Linked DNA regions of Mus musculus: region 1 is linked to region 2. Evidence: chromatin contacts called from public promoter capture Hi-C data. All regions are on one chromosome and are shown on one strand. Each heading gives the region's core, a stretch centred on a gene start, on an enhancer-like site or on the middle of the called end of the contact. The rest is flanking DNA. Distances are from core to core; before and after follow the strand shown. Region 1 overlaps Dst (dystonin). Region 2 overlaps Dst (dystonin).

Region 1 (5,219 bases), core at 2,588-5,087, 69 kb after region 2:
GAGCCACCATGTGGTTGCTGAAAATTGAACTCAGGACCTCAGGAAGAGCAGTTAGTGCTCTTAACCGCGAGCCATCAATTTCTTAAACTATTGATTAAATGATTCCCCCCAAACAACTACTGTGATATCACCATGTTTTTAAAGGTAAAATTAAAATGTCCAAAAGTGTTTTAATGGTATTTTCAGTTAGTAGAGATCAAAGATGAACAATTTATCCATTTTTGCAGAGAGCAAGGGGGGTTGGAGAACTCTGTTTTAGGAGAGGTTTTGGGTATGGATCACAGTGAGTGGACTGGTGGTTCCTGTTAATGTTGGCCAGCAGACTGCGCACCTTTCTTCAGTCAGGATTTTTAAGGTGAAAGTGTTTTCATAATGAAAACTACCTAGAGGAGTTGGCCTATAGCAACGTCACAACCTTTAGCCAAGTCAAAGTAGTGTTTTGGGCTTTAGTATGAAAGACAGAAGTCCCTCCTCCCCATGCAGAGATCCCACCGCCTGTGTGCCTAAGCTAAGGAGTGTTGTCAAGATTCCGTGTCCTGATGACCCCTAACTGGGCCAAACACAGAGCTGCACTCTTCCCTCCGCCACAAGACGAACCAATACTAGGAATCTGGAAGGACTGTCAAAGGGAGTTTGAGGGCTGGCAATATGGCTGCACTAGTAAAGGCCTTTGCCACCAGGCCTGTGTCCCAGGTCCACCTGGCAAAAGGGGGAGAACTAACGCCTATAAGGGGACCTCTGACCTCTGCACACATGCTATATCACAAATTTATCTTACACACACACACACACACACACACACACACATACACACATCTGTAATCGTCACAGTGGCAAGATTGTATTGTTCCTTTTATCCCTGTTTTGACACTGAAGATGTTTTCAGATCTGGGCTCTCGTTCTTTGAAGGAAGTTGAATGGGGTCGCTCAAGCGTATGCTGGAGCGCTTGTGGATATCACCATTTATTCAGCCAGGAAGATTTCTGCATAGGTCTGTCTACAGAATATTTGTAACCACCTGGAAACCTCACTGAAGGCGGGGCAGATGCGTGCTGCTAAGTGATGCTGTCACTGTGGGAGGGACATCGCATGCTTGTTAGAGAGCCTGAGTGCAAATCAGACACTGGACCTGTTTGGGGCTGCTCAGTGTATTCCCTTTGTGCTACTACTTCTTGAATTACTCCCCAGTGAAACAAGCAGCTACTGCATCCCCAGGCAGTGATGCTCAAAGGCTGCAATCTTTTGTGGGATGGTTATCAGCTTAGAAACTGTGGGGCAGCCCCAGTTTTCTTTAGCTAAAGGCCTGTCTGCCTTAGAAAGAACTGTAAGAATCATTGACCTTTGAGGGAAGGCTGCTTTATCACCTCAGCACAAAACTCCGATTTCTCGTTACGTTTCTTAACCAGCTTTCAGGAGCTGTTGGGCCAAGTGATGATGTGGTCCGCTTTTACAGACAATATAACATGTATTTACATTTTCTCCACTCAGTGGTGTAGTGGACATAATATGTCTAGCTTTTCAGGTCTAAAATTTCCATGTTTAAGTTTTATAAGGTTAGCTTTTTATTTCTTCCACAAAGTGATTTGTTGCCCTCGATAATAAGATTACTTGCTAGAATGTTCCTTTAAGAGGACATTACTTGAGAAGTATGAAGTGACTGCAGTTGCTGTTGTTGAGTTAGCTCTGGTGGCAGTCCGTCCTGTCTGAGTGGACAGTAGGGCCTTCAGCTAGATCATCAGTAGACATGGCGGGGGTGAGGCTGCATGTGGAAAATAGCACTGTGGCTTTATGTGTGAGCTGTCAGTGGTGGTGGCAGCTCTTAGGAAAACCCTCTTGCCAACTGAATTTTTCTATCCTGAAAAATGTGTGTGTGCTCTCACCATTCATGATTAGTGTTTAAAACATCGTAGTTTGTCCTGCTTTCTCCAGCAGTGGGAGTAGAACATAGAACAAATATGAGGTGAAAGTTGGGTCAACTTTTGTTCACAAACTTGACTTTTTATGTTAAATCTAGGTGTAGCTTTCCCTGTGGTCACAAGCAACACAGTTATGTGCATCATTGCTTAGACATCTCAACATACTACAAATAATACAGTCATTAACTCAGACCAGAATACAGTAAGCTGAAATCACAAAGATGCTAAGAGTTCACATTTACACGTAATCAGCTAGCTAGCACACATTTTCCCGTGGTGCTTCCTGCTTCCAAGCTGCAAAGGGCCCATTTTATTGTCTTTATTTCCCATTACACTCTAAGATGGGGTGAGTACAGTGATGATGTGATGTCATTTCCCCCCCTCCCCGGCTCTCACTTTGAATGCTGGAGTTTAGTAATGAATTATCTATGAATTTTTTTTCAAAATGCACTGCCTATCTGGAGCTAAGTTTACATGTTCCGCTCGGCCTTTCATAAGACTGGGATAATACTGTGCTAATTATTCAGTCTAAAGACGGCCGAGTTAGGGCCACTCTTTATGAATCATTGTGTAAGGACCTTAAACTGTCTGGAGAAAGGTACCCCCTCCCCCCCAGATTTCCTGGAAACTTTACCACTATTACTTTGGGTAGGTGGCATTCTGTGTTTCTAAGGTAGTGGGAGTGTGAAAATAGGACCCTTGATCTCTACCTCCTCCCAGCCTCAGAGTCAGTCCTGTGGTGACGTGGTAGCTGGGGCACATTCTGTGTGTGCTCGCACACCTGAGCATCACAGACTCGTGTGCCTGTTGAAACATTTCAGTTCTGGACCATGACGGTGGACGTCAGGGTCGCGATGTTGGTGGGTATTCTATAACTAATTTTTCTCTGTGAATGTCTGTAGACATGTACTTTTCAACTTAACGGTGAGCCCACGCTGAGCTGTGTGTAGTAATCACTGAATGTGAGTTCTGGCTGTGAATGTAGCTTACTTCAGCTTACAGGTTTATAAAATAACTTCGGAATGCTTAAGGTACAGAAGTTCTCCCACGACATTTTTTGTAAAATTACCCCACAGCTACTTTCTTCGCCGGAGGGTCAGGCCAGCCACATTTTGTTCATGAATGATTATGAGTTGTTTTTTTTTTTAAAGTCTGACTGCCTCTGTAATTACCTATTTTTCTGGCAGTGTTGCTTTATTTCATAAAAGAATGGATAGGGTTTATTAAATAATTCTTGTCATTTCTGCCAAAAAAGGCTAAGGTTTGGCTCGCTGAACTTTAAAAAAAAAAAAAAAACTGTTTTTATAAGAACATTTGTTGAGCAGATAAAAATCAGTATCTGTGACTTTATTAAATAACCAGTCTGTTTCGAGGCGTTCTGCTTGCCTGGGCCTTGCATTAATCTCAAGAGGTCTGCGTGAATATTAGTAACTACAAATATTCATGTCAGCAGTGTTGGGGCGAGGTACCCGTGGGGGTCCTTTAATGTGCAGACCAGTCAGTTTTGAAATTGGCCTTTAAAGAGAAATGATAAAACGCTCAACTTCAAAGTGAGCCTGTTGGCCCTGCTTAAACTGATTGGTGATGGCAGGAGAGTGGTTCCAGCTGAAGGACAGGGACCTGGCCACCCCCACCCCCACATCCTCCACTTTGAGTTAGCAGTCTGAGCCAGTGGTGGGAATGGCTGTTCCTGCGCTGCCCAGTGTCAGGTTCTGCTGCCGCTGCGCTGCCCCTCGGATCCCTCTGGGATATCTGAACCCAGCTGCCCTCTCCCAGATGCAGACCCCAGCCTGCTCCGCGCTGATGTCACCAAGCTGTTGCTTTACAGCCTCGAGGTTCCTCCCCCTGGAACCGCCCTGGGCTGGGGAAGAGGCCGAGTTGGGCAGGATGACTGTGAAGTTAAGTCACGGGAGGGCGGAGCGGAGCGGATCAGATCGATGCCGCCGGGGCTGGGTGTGCTGCGCGGCCCCGCTGCCCCGACGCAGCCCGAGCCCCGGCGGGAGCGGCCGCAGCCTGCCCGGCCATAGGGCAGCGGCTGGGGCTTCAGCTGGATGCCAACTGCCTGTGCCTCGGAGGAAGCCCGGAGTTTGAGCTGCAGCCGCCTCAGGTGGAATAAGCCTTCTTCAGGAAGATCAGATAAGAATCTTGGGGGAAAATTTTTATTTTGAAAGAGAAACTTGTTATAGTAAGCCATGCTTTTTGACTGTTTACTTTAATGGTTGCTGGATTTTAATGCCCCGGCTCTTTTCTCTTGGGTAATTCTGGATAACCTCAAAGAAGCTTAAGATGGGAAGAAAAAAACTGCCTTTTGGATCTAGCTTATTTATGTATGGCTCCTCCTCCCAGCTAAGAGAAAAATCTTAACTTTTTTACATCAAACGTAACTTATTTTTCTCCAAAGAACCATGCTGTGCCTTCTGATCTGAACAAGAAGCTGTTTATCTGTAAAGGACATGGAGTTTCGCAGTACATCTTTAAGTGGATTACAGTCAGCCAGAGTTCTGCCGAAGTTAACATCCAGCCTGTTGAACCGCTTGCTCATTTGGAAATTTTAATCTGGAAACCTCAAGCAAAATTAGAGTACAATGAGAAACGGACTCACAGCAGAGTCTCTCGGGCGTTGAAGCCACGGTTAGCTGTGCGCTTGTGTGTGTGTGCTTGGGGCTGATTAAAAGGGAGCATTCACGGAATTTCAGGAGGTGGAGGGAGCTGAATGCTCTGTCTTGGAGCACGTTACTTCTTAGAACCAGGTTAAAGGGTAGCTTCGTTTTCATAGATGCACTGCTCCTAACCGGCAGCACCTCAGGCAGGCAGTATGCCTCACTGTTTACCCTTTCTGGATGTGTCACGGCCCTGCTCACAGATAGACCTTCTTGGAAAAATGCTTCACCGAATTCCTTCCTCTCGGTGTCAAAAGCTGCGATATTTGTTTTGACTGTCTGCGAAATGGGGAAACCACTCAGCAGACCAGACTGTTTACGCCAGAACCCTCCATGCGTAGGGAAAGGCGAAGAGGAGGAGGAGGACCTGAATATCGAGGACTGTTACATCCCACAGAGGTCCATCTATGACACGGTGAGGCTGAACGAACAGATAGACTCCGGGTCCAAAGGCAGCCTGTCTTCTAGGCATTTCACAGACCGGACTTTACCCTACAGCCACAGGACACTGGACGTTAGCTCTCTGTGCTCCAATGGTGCCCTTTCTTCTTCCAGCATATTTGAGCTGAGAGGTCGGGAAACGAGCAAGCTAGATGAAAAGATGATCTTTGATGCCCTCAAACTAAACAGTGACGTCATTCGA
Region 2 (5,845 bases), core at 1,304-3,803:
ATGCAGACACAGTGGAGCTGGATCCTACAGCTGTGCCAGTGCGTGGAGCAGCACATTCAGGAGAACTCTGCCTATTTCGAGGTACGTCGGTAGAGTCACAGCGTGAACACACAGCATTGCTGTTTGGGCCGAGGTGCAGAACTACCACAAAGAAACAATGTGCAGAGCACACGGGGAGTAAGCCAGTACGTTCTTTTCAGGACCTAAGTGCTGCTGTCTCATCCTAGAGGGGAAACTCTGGCCTTTAAGGAAGAAATCCTATGGCTGGATGATGGCTTTAGTTGGCAAAGTGTTTGCACTGAGTTCATTTCCCAGAAACTATACTTATGAAAAAATAAAGTGAGTGGAAGATCCTGAGACTTGCTGGCCAGCCAGCCTAGACAAATAATGAGACATTTATTAATAATTAGTTATACTTGTTATTTGATAATACTTATTAATATAATTAATCAATATAATATGTTTATATATTTGTAATATACATATATAATATAGTATAATGTATTATATATGATAAATAGAAATATAATATGGATAGAAGTATAATAATAAAAATTATTATTATTTTATAATAATGGATAATAATAATTATTATATAGGCTCAGTGAGAGAGCCTATCTCAAAGAAACAGGGTGGAGAGAAATGAAGAAGCCTCCAGTTGTTGACCTCTGATTTGCACACACACAAATACTGCACAAAAAAGATCACTCTAAAAATTTGTTCAATATTAAGGAAAAATATATACTATAGAGTCAACCACATAAAGACTTCATTTTTTCCTTTAGAAATTTTAATATATTGTATGAAATTCCACCCCTACTTAAAAGATTGATTGAACCCTAAAGGAAAACAGACTTTTGATCAAAATAATATAAAGCCCAAACATAATGCATAATATACATGTACATTTTGCATAATTAATATTCATCTGTAGCCACCCAAGTTAAAGATTAGTTTGAGCTTCAGAAAGGATGTTGCTGTTGTTGCTTTGTGCTTTGGTTCTGTCCTGGCTTGTCAGCGGCGCACAGAGGGCCTGGCACCAGATTTGACAGCTCTGCGCTTTACTGGCATTGAGTGTACCACAGCTGCCAAGTTTTCTCTCTTTAGTTTTTCAATGATGCCAAAGAAGCCACTGATTACCTAAGGAATCTGAAAGATGCCATCCAGCGCAAGTACAGCTGTGACAGGTCCAGCAGCATTCACAAACTGGAAGACCTTGTCCAGGAGTCCATGGTAAGGATGCAGAAACTCTGGGCTTTGTCATACAAACAACAGGGTAGATTAGTGTTTTGTTCTATGTTTCTATGTTCTATGTTACATACAGATTTGTACTTCAGACACACAGCTGACTCATTCAACTGAGACTTTGGCTTGGGTAGTTTTTGATGATGTTTAAACTGCTTTAGCAGTGATGTGTGTGGTCAGTTTTCATTTCTGGAGATATAACAATGGACAAAGCAAGCAGGAATCACCCTGTCTTGTGGTGCCTAGATATTAAAGGGTAGCAACACAGTCATACATTAAATAAACAAAATGCTTGTAGACTGTTACATTGTAGTAACAGCAACAAGGAAACAAAATAACCGTAGACTGGTACATAGTAGTAACACAAGGGAAACAACACCATAGACTGGTACATAGTAGTAACAGCAACAAGGAAACAAAATAACCATAGACTGGTACATAGTAGTAACGGAAACAAAATAACCAGAAAAAAGGAAGGAAGAGGGCTTCAAGAGGGATGGGAGATGTGGAAGGTGTCCCCAGTAGTCAGGGCATTCTTCAGTGATGATGGTTTGTGTGAGGCCCTGTGGGATGGGAAGTTTGAATCATTAATTTTCAAGTCCCGCCGTGTTTGCTACCTAGGAGGAAAAGGAGGAGCTCCTGCAGTACCGGAGTGTGGTGGCAGGGCTGATGGGGCGAGCGAAGACAGTGGTGCAGCTGAAGCCGAGGAATCCTGACAACCCACTCAAGACGTCCATCCCCATCAAAGCCATCTGCGACTACAGACAGATTGAGGTACCTGTAATTCTCAAAGCAGACTGGATATTAAATGACGTCATAACGCTTTCTAGCCAGAAGGCATTTCTCTGTCTCATAAGATATATATATATTATTATATATATAATAATTCTAAAGATCGAGTGTGGAGGAAGATGAATTGATGGTGACCTCAGCTTTCCTTTCTTCCATTTAAAACCAGATAACCATTTACAAAGACGATGAGTGTGTCTTGGCAAACAACTCTCATCGAGCTAAATGGAAGGTCATCAGTCCTACTGGGAACGAGGCCATGGTCCCGTCTGTGTGCTTTACTGTTCCCCCACCAAACAAAGAAGCAGTTGACTTTGCCAACAGGTTTGTATGGTTTGGGGCCTTTCTGAAGATTAAAGAAGCCATCAGGACTGTGTCAGGGACCTACGGGGTTGGAAAGTTCCGGAGCTACTACACAGGGGCATTTTAGAAATAACTATTGTAGCATCTTTTCAGAAAGGAGTAAAAAGGCCTAAAGTCTGTATTCTCCTGTGTGTATTCCAGAATTGAGCAACAGTATCAGAGTGTACTCACTCTCTGGCATGAGTCTCACATAAACATGAAGAGTGTCGTCTCCTGGCACTATCTAGTCAATGAAATCGACAGAATTCGAGCTAGTAATGTGGCTTCGGTGAGTGTGACATCATTTACGAGCCTCCCCACTCAGATGTAGCTCCTGGCGCCACGCCATTAATCCAAGGATCCCTGTTCTTTAGATAAAGACGATGTTGCCTGGCGAGCACCAGCAGGTTCTCAGTAATCTCCAGTCCCGCTTGGAGGATTTCCTGGAGGATAGCCAGGAATCCCAGATATTCTCAGGCTCGGATATAAGTCAACTAGAAAAGGAAGTGAGTGTGTGCAGGAAGTATTATCAAGAGCTCCTCAAGTCTGCAGAAAGAGGTAAGGCATGGGGTTGCTGGGTTTCTTTTCCTTGTGGGGGTTTCGTCTAGACTCTCGTACTCCCCTTGGAAATCTCAGTCTTGGGTGTATTACGTCAGTCAACTGGGACACGCATGCAAGATTGCTGAACAGTATGAAAATGTGTGTGTGTGTGTGTGTGTGTGTGTGTGTGTGTGTATGTGTGTGTGTGCGTGCGTGCAGGAGATGGAACTCAGGAGCACATAACTTCATGCATGAAGCCCTGAGTTCAATCCCAGAACCACCAATAACAATCAGAACTTCTGAGCTACGAAGATGCCAGACAAGGTCATTAATTTCTAAAACTGGAGTAACTAAAAATTGCCCCCAAGTGGTGGGACAGTCGACAGCCTCAGCTCATCTGTGTGAAGCACATTTGCTGTGCTTTACCCAGCAACACTCAGAATGGAGGTCCTTAAGGCTCACGAAAGATCTGATTCTTTTCCCATGTTAAGTTTTACACAGCACTTAAAGCAAAGTGCCTCATTTAGTTAAATTTTATTTAATATCAATCTTAGCCCTAACTCCTCATACTATTTAGAAACAAGTGATTTTATTAGTAATATTTTGTGTTTTTAAAACCTTAAAACAGTAACTTTTTTTTAAAGATTTATTTATTTATTTTATGAATGTGTGTGCACTGTTGCTCTCTTCAGATACACCAGAAGAGGGCATCAGATCCCATTACAGATGGTTGTGAGCCACCATGTGGTTGCTGGGAATTGAACTCAGGACCTCTGGAAGAGCAGTCAGTGATCTTAACCACTGAGCCATCTCTCCAGCCCAATTAACAAAAAATTTTTACCTGCTTTTTCCCTTTAGATTTTGGTTTAATTTAATGGTTAATTGATAGAATATAATTCACATTTTTGTGATTATTAAACAGAATAATAATACATTACTTCCTTTGGGCATTTCAGTGATGATTTGGTATTTTAAATGACTTTAGGGAAATTTGCTTGGTAATTTTTAAGTTTTAAAATTCACATTCTAAGATTTCTGTTTTAAGGTTACGTCCTTAGGGTTTGTGCTAATAGGAACCACTGGTTTGTCTCAGTAAGAACAAAGCTGGTGTAGTGAAGCTTGCACGAGAGCTTCCTGGGGAGCGGAAGTTACTTACACGCTGTGTCCTTCCACAGAGGAGCAAGAGGAATCTGTGTATAATCTTTACATCTCGGAAGTGCGAAACATTCGGCTCCGCCTGGAGAGCTGTGAAGACAGGTTGATTCGGCAGATCCGGACTCCCCTGGAAAGAGATGATTTACATGAAAGCATGCTCAGGATCACGGAGCAGGAGGTAAGAGTTACACACGTGTTAGCAAAGCCAGAGTCATTTCCTCTTAGAGACCCTGAATGTCACCTTCTGATTTCCCCGCATGAGACTGTGACTTCAGTTCAGTTGTGCATTTCTTACTGGATGTGAACTAAGATCCCATGACTGAGGTCTGCCTCTGAGGTAGTAAACAGAGAGGCACCCTGGTGGGCTTCAGGCAGAAGTCATTATACACCCGCTGGTTACAGAGTTAGAGATTTAGGTCAAAGGACAATGCAGTAACGTCATTACTGGTTATCAAGCTGAATTGGTGTGCTTCTGTTTACTTGGTAGAGGAAAAGGTTAGACAGGTGCTTATATTGGTAATAAACTACAAAATGTGTTTTTAAGCTGCTCTAAGAACCATGCCCATTGCAGAGACAAAGATAACCTCCGTTTGTTTTCTGTACTAGAAACTGAAGAAAGAGCTGGATCGGCTTAAAGATGACTTGGGAACGATCACAAATAAGTGTGAAGAGTTTTTCAGCCAAGCGGCTGACTCGCCGTCTGTCCCCGCTCTCCGATCAGAGCTCAGCGTGGTCATTCAGAGCTTGAGTCAGATCTACTCTATGTCTTCCACGTACATAGAGAAGTATGGCAGCAATCAGTCCTTACCCCGTCCCCTCTCTCAGTGCTTCTGCGGGCGATCCATTTATCTTAAGAAACTAGATTGATGATGTTTCTCCATGTTTTGGGGGGGAGGGGCTACCTGGAAACTCCCTTTTTGTAGTTTGATGATATTTCTCCATGGGTGAGGGGGCTACCTGTAAACTCCCTTTTTGGGGTTTCCGCTCATGCTTGGCATAACCTATTGGAACCTAGGAACCTATTGGCATCTGTGTAACAGCCTCCTAGGGGTGGGGTATTGGGTGGTGTCTATTAGGAAAAGAATCAGCTGACTGCCACATGGACAGGAGGCCAGTCAGTGTCCCATGTCATGAGTTTTAATGACCCTGTAAGTCTACAGTGTGTGTCGGGGGAAGACATTGAACAGCATGAACTAGTATTTATTTCTCCTTAAAGATTGAAGACTGTGAATTTGGTTTTAAAAAACACTCAAGCTGCAGAAGCCCTTGTCAAACTCTACGAAACCAAACTGTGTGAAGAGGAAGCAGTTATAGCAGACAAGAATAACATTGAGAATTTAATGAGTACTTTAAAGGTAAGAGTCTCACTTCTGACCGCGGCTCCAAGGTCCTGCTTCGAGTCATTCCTCTAGCTCAAAGCTTGAGCGTCAAACATCCGGCACTAAGACTCTGATGTAGAGAGTGCTTCTGAGTGTGCCACCTCCGTTTCACATTTCTAATTCCAAAACTTCCTATAAATAACTACACTCAATCGTTCCAGTATAAGTTATTGATCTATTGCCATGAGGAGACATCAGGACCAAGGTAATTTATAAAGGAAATCTTTTAGTTGGGGGCTTGCTTACAGTGTCAGATGGTGACTCCATGATCATCATGGTGAGGGGTATGGCAGCAGGCAGGCAGGCATGGCACTGGAGAGATAGCTGAGAGCTTACATTTAATCCACAAGCCCAAGACAGAGAGAGAGCAACCCGACCTGGGCTGTTGAAACCTC

What was found. Capture Hi-C pulls out chosen DNA fragments and counts their contacts.
Region 1: a contact with region 2 is called in a promoter capture Hi-C map of adipose tissue. The contact joins two enhancer-like sites. A contact is called at or near these places in 1 of 484 Hi-C or Micro-C datasets (nephron progenitors), 1 of 115 datasets of contacts at active chromatin or transcription factors (bone marrow-derived macrophages) and 4 of 9 other capture datasets (adipose tissue, embryonic stem cells, liver and 1 more).

What each region holds. Positions count from the first base shown.
Region 1 is chr1:34,232,749-34,237,967 of GRCm38.p6, forward strand. All of the region lies in intron 60 of Dst (dystonin), which reads left to right. Among named protein-coding and RNA genes, the nearest start is that of Gm26788, 57 kb to the left of the region's middle. Within about 2 kb of position 3,838, at least 239 of the 459 cell types and tissues checked have an H3K27ac peak or open chromatin away from gene starts, as enhancers often do. A contact at or near this core is called in adipose tissue, where this site is marked.
Region 2 is chr1:34,165,073-34,170,917 of GRCm38.p6, forward strand. It overlaps Dst (dystonin), which reads left to right. Exons shown (of 103, transcript NM_001276764.1): 22 at 1-81; 23 at 1,108-1,233; 24 at 1,870-2,019; 25 at 2,204-2,358; 26 at 2,539-2,665; 27 at 2,751-2,934; 28 at 4,092-4,249; 29 at 4,678-4,856; 30 at 5,288-5,426. Gm26788 (predicted gene, 26788) reads right to left here. Exons shown (of 3, transcript NR_165804.1): 2 at 4,073-4,198; 3 at 773-2,023. Among named protein-coding and RNA genes, the nearest start is that of Gm26788, 10 kb to the right of the region's middle. Within about 2 kb of position 2,554, at least 31 of the 459 cell types and tissues checked have an H3K27ac peak or open chromatin away from gene starts, as enhancers often do. A contact at or near this core is called in adipose tissue, where this site is marked.